2 separate regions of the Bombyx mori genome follow, and region 1 is linked to region 2. The links are chromatin contacts, called in public Hi-C maps. All regions are on one chromosome and are shown on one strand. The core of a region is the stretch at or near the end of the contact, and the rest is flanking DNA. Distances in the headings are between cores, read along the strand shown.

The links. A called contact is a pair of places that touch in the nucleus more often than the background predicts.
Region 1: a contact with region 2 is called in a Hi-C map of middle silk gland, with 1.7 times the contacts expected there. The contact joins the enhancer-like site here to the promoter of LOC101746096 in region 2. A contact is called at or near these places in 4 of 7 Hi-C or Micro-C datasets (middle silk gland, midgut, posterior silk gland and 1 more).

What each region holds. Positions count from the first base shown.
Region 1 is chr3:13,081,058-13,083,757 of ASM3026992v2, forward strand. LOC101745952 (phosphatidylinositol 3,4,5-trisphosphate 3-phosphatase and dual-specificity protein phosphatase PTEN) reads left to right here. Exons shown (of 9, transcript XM_012688860.4): 5 at 1,377-1,603; 6 at 1,904-2,114. Among protein-coding and RNA genes, the nearest start is that of LOC134201831, 18 kb to the right of the region's middle. Within about 2 kb of position 1,409, at least 3 of the 8 cell types and tissues checked have open chromatin away from gene starts, as enhancers often do.
Region 2 is chr3:12,985,715-12,988,414 of ASM3026992v2, forward strand. LOC101746096 (nucleolar MIF4G domain-containing protein 1 homolog) reads left to right here and starts at 1,436. Exons shown (of 14, transcript XM_038020168.2): 1 at 1,436-2,530. The coding sequence starts at 2,327. LOC101739068 (outer mitochondrial transmembrane helix translocase) reads right to left here and starts at 224. Exons shown (of 8, transcript XM_004924350.5): 1 at 1-224.

The sequences.
Region 1 (2,700 bases), core at 159-2,658, 95 kb after region 2:
GATTCAAATCTGGACTGGAGGAGGGCCAGTCTTCGTGCCGGATGAAGTCGATTTCACGCGCCGCCAGCCAGTCTTGTGTGCTCTTCGCTCTATGAGCTGGCGCCGAATCTTATTGGAATACCCAGTGCCTGTTATTGAACATGGTATGAGAAACAGGTTCCACAAGGTTCGTCAGGACTGTATTTTGATACACAACTGCATTCGTTTTTACACCTTTCTCACAAAAATGTACCTCTGTTAAGCCCCAATAAGAAACTCCCAACCATACCATGAGCGAGGATGGAAAATGACCTCGTTGGACACGCGGAATACGGTTGCTCGCTTCTTCACTACTGTGTGCGTACACCTTATCATTCTGTTTGTTGTAGCTCTCTTCTACGGTAAAAATTTTTTCATCCGAAAAAATAATTTCCCGAATTTTTTTTCCCGCGTACCGCTTCAACAAAGCGCGGCATCTCTTCAGTCTCAGGTCCATTAGACGAGCATTCAAACGATGTCCTGTTTTTCTTCGATATGCCCGAATCCCTAAGTCTTCATTTAACACCCTTTTCACCGTGGTTCTGCTTAACCCCATCTGAAGGGCCAACAGTTTCTGCTTACGTTTGGGATTTCTTTGAATTCGCGCCTTCACAGCTTTTATCACTGCTGGAGTTCTAACAGACCGAGGGCGACCACTTCTTGACCTGTCATCTACACTAGAGTCTTCATTGTATCATTTGATGGTACGATAAACGAATCTTTTGGTTATATTAAAATTTTTCAGTATGTTAAAAATTTGAATTGGCGCGTAACCGCAACGATGCACCGCAATAACTGCAACACGGTCTTCTTTAAGCGTCCACTCCATATTTAAAAATGCGTAAAAATCCTAAAAGTATACATTTTTATTTTCATGAACAATTCGAAATTTGAATACAATAAACTTTTTTGTGGCCAGCATTCTAAAAGAAAAGTTTTTACTGTGTGACAATACTTATGACCTGACTAGTTATATATATTAAAAAAAATGACATCCCCGCTGAGTTTCTTGCCAGTTCTTCTCAGGACGGAGGCTAGTTTTTGTGAATTGGCGGTAGTTCTTTTTGACGTTCAACAAGTATGTGTATGTACTTTCATTTATGTTGAATTTTTATTTTATTTGTTTTGATTTGAATATGCAAACAGTGTGCTTAGTGCGAGTTTTTTAATGTTCGCGATAGCGTAAAAGCTAGCTCATATTTGTATGGAATGGGATCGTTTGCCTAAGTTTGCCGCTAGGGGCGCTGTTCCAACTGCACACAAAGTTGGATTAACTTTTATGCTATCGAGACCGTTAAAAAACTCGCACTAAGCACACACAGAAGGTTGAGTGAGTCGTGACGTGCGCGTGTCGGCAGGCGTGACGATACCGTCGCAGCGGCGCTACGTGGAGTACTACGGGGCGCTGCTGCGGTCGGGCGTGGCGTACCGGGCGGGCGCGGCGCGCGTGCAGGTCCGCGAGCTGCGCATGTCGCCGCCGCCCGCCGCCCACGTGCCCGCCGCCGCCGCGCCGCCCGACCTCGTGCTGTGCCAGGCCGACCCGCACGCCGACCCGCACAGCGAACACAACGTGCTCGTGCTCAAGGTCGGCCCGAACATCCCTAACTGACTTATATCTATCTAACTTTGACAAATACTATATGGGTTGTTAAGAGTTAAGTATGAATATGGAATATTATGGAAGGCTTTAGAGGTAGACCTAAGAAAAATGGATGGGATGCATGAAAGGCGATATGTGTAAGAGGGGAGTGAGCGGAGAAATTGTAGATGATAGGAGCCATGTCCTAAATATGTCGCGCCGTTCCCAGGTGACTGGGAGAAGGGCAGGAGAATGATGATGCTTATACCGATAATATTGGATATCAAACAAAACGTTTCACCTCAGACGCCGCCCGGATGCGTGGATGTGCAGCGAGACGAGAACAGCATCCGCATCTGCCTGACGCAGTGCACGCCGCTGTTCGGCGACATCAGGGTGGACGTCTACAACAAACCGAAGATGAAGATGCGCAAAGAGAAGCTGTTTCATTTCTGGTTCAACACGTTCTTCGTTACGGCCGAAGTCGGAGCCCAAAGAATACCGCCATTACCTGACAGTGAGCCTCAAACTATGACATTCCGATACTAAATTCAACAGGTTTGAAAACCGTCGACCCGCTCGAGGTTAAGTTGACCTCCCTCCCTCCGTGCGTCGTATTCCTCAGTGCTGAGGTTCGTGACCTTTACGGAGCACTTTTGTTAGGACTATGTTCCTCCATTCACTCCTGTCCGCCGCGCAGTGGATAGCGACATTGATGTTGGATTCCAAAGTCGTTTTAATCTGATCGGACCAGCGCATTGGACCTTAGCGGAGTTCATAAGTGGCGTAAGCGGTGGAAATTGTAAGAGTCCGTTTTTTTAGCGTTGAATAAATCGGCAATGTAAAGCGAATTGAATTTCCCGCGATACACGAATGTGTGGGTCAACCCACTATACACTGTCTACGTTGGGTCTTTAACCACCTAGCACCTACCACAGGCCTTTAATTACACGGGGCGTTGGCAATTCAATTGCTCATCGATTTCTTTTTCCTTTTAATTCTTTAACACATTGATTGCCATGTAGGTCACCGGTGCCCTAAACGGCGCATTCAAGTAATCATATCGTATTCTGCTACTAAGCGCCTGGATTGTCTAACTTTGC
Region 2 (2,700 bases), core at 186-2,685:
AAGGTGCTTTTAATTTTAATCTAGTCCGAAATTGTTATAGCAGAATCCCCGACCGTCACACATTTGTGAATTTTTGATAGACAAAGTCTAACTTTTTTATTAGTTTGACAACTAATACTAGGGCTGCAGAGGTAATTTCCCCTTAGTTATCTCCAAATCTCCCTAAAATCTTTTTATCTCAATTTAACACCTTGTAAAAAAATACATTCCAAGTTTTGTAGTCTATTCTAAGATTTAATAAACAGTGTGGACAATTTTTTACTGGGTTTTCAGTTCGTACGGAACAAGAAAATTTTCATCGTGAAATACGAAATTTTCGTGATAATCTCTGATGTGCTCGTCGAGTATCACGCCGACGCCGCAGCGTAACCATATTGGTTTTTAAAGGTCACAAATACCAATTTAACTACGGCAATATTATTTAATATACGTTCACGAACAAAGTCTGATGATCAAAAGCGCAAATGTATATTTTTTTACTTATTGCTTGCATGAGTGAACGAGCCTACAGCAGAGTTTAACATACTCCCTAAGAACACTCCAAAACTGGCAAAGATTATATTGTACTTAACGGTGCTTGCGAAGAGCTATAAATTGTCCTATGCATCCTGTGTGTGTAAATTATCCGTGAATTACCTTGTTTATTCAATTTATGTTTCTTTTGGAGTAAATAAGTTCCTCACACACAGGATTGCACGAAATCCCAATAGTCAGGGGCGCTAGCTTTACCACTTTACCATTTGTACAATAGAAATTGCTTCGGTTTCTCAAAAATATTAGGCTCTGCACGCTATGCTCTTTTCACCTGTCCAGTGGAGGAATCTAAAAAAAGGTCTATGGTTTTGGCAATGAAGTAGGAAACCTATGGAAATGAAACGTCAACCAAAATTTCGTGCCACTGTGACGTCATCTGGCCACAAAACATGGCGGCTTTAGTGCTGTACAAAAGATTTCAATGTTATCAGGTTTTATCGATAAACGTTCTTGGCTCATTTTATTTTAAATATTGTTGAGTATTATTTATTTGTAGAATTTATACTTTAATGGGAAGTAAGTAGGTATATTGCTATGTGCAAATATGATATGATTTAGATGGGTGAAATCTAAGACAAGTTCGTCCTTCGAATTTGCCAAGTAAACGATATGATGATTTTTAAAAGTTGCTACACTGATTTTATAAAGTTGACGTTTGTCGCAAAACATAAAGATATGGCGTAGTTCAAAGCCATCTGCCCATTTCTAGCATGCTAAATGTTATCGTATTTTGAGTACGTGTTTTTCTTAGACTATTACAATCTATTTTAATTGTTTTGCTGACTCTAAAGTCCGTAACATACTACCGCAGCGCACCCCAAGGAAGGTGCGCCGCACCATTTGAATCACTTTCGCTTGAGAGTGATTCAAATTTTAAACTTATCAAGGGACCGCGTGAAAAAAAAAAACCTACAGAACATTTATTCATTAATTACAAACGTCATTCCTTGTGACTTCCTCTCTAAAATCACTTAATTATTAAATATTTAACAAATTTACAATAGTGTTTTACTCATTGCGGAATAAATCTATTTTATTTAAATAGTTCCGAAGAGATTTTGTCGGTAGCCTTTTTCCCGAAATATCTAAACAGAATGTCTAAATATGTTTTGATGACATATTTTAAAGTGGTATTTATGATTAGTGTCATGATCAATAGATTCCGACCGAAAAATGGATTTTTCGGATGAGGGCTCCATAATGAATTTAAATACATATAGATAATAGTTTTAGGACATCGACTTTCTTGAGATCCTATAATATACGTTTTAATTATTATTTTTGTATGTTTTAAGCATGATAAATTATGAAATTTTATATAATCAATCATATTAAATCGATATCATAGTCAATAAATAATGTACAACCCAAAACAGACAGCCGAACTGATGTGACAATGACATTTGGTTTTAAACATGGCGGATTTTCGGCCTCATTAGACAGAGACGGAGACATTTACGTATATTCAAGTTTCATTTTATGTACGCACTGAAATACTGTTATATTGTTTTCCTGCGAGTTAAAGTGCTGAGTAAGAACGAGATAGATATATGTTTATGTATGTGCCTTCAAAATGGGTGCTATTTATATAAGCAATTGTACGTATAGAACAATATGTCGTGTCCCTACTATAAAGGTCTATGGGTTTTGGCCATAGATTGCTTTATGTTGTCAACAATGTCAAGTGTCAGAAATAATAATTGCTGTAAGTGTCAGGCAAATGGTCAAATCAAAATAATAGTAACCTAAAAAAATTGCCCAAACTTTTCTTAAACATCAAACCAACCTAACAATGAAGAAAAAACCTGTGCCTCGTTTAAAGTTTGAAAATAGTCGTAAGACTATACGCAAACAGAAAAGGCAGCAAAAAAAAATTCATCGCCAAGAACATTATTTGAAGAAAAAAACCCCACAACCGTCTATAATTCATCCCCAGCATACTCCGGGAAGGTTCGTAAAGAGACCAGCAGATGGACAAGATACTACAGAAATGAAGGTTTTTAAATTTCTAACTTTTAAGCAATATTAAGGAATTTTTCTAAGGAATTTTAAACTCACAAAGTTTTACCTATAAATATATTATATTTTTAAAGATAACTAGGTAATACTAATGCGGATGCTGTCATATTAAAATAAAGTATCAATTAAATTAATTTAGGAATCTAT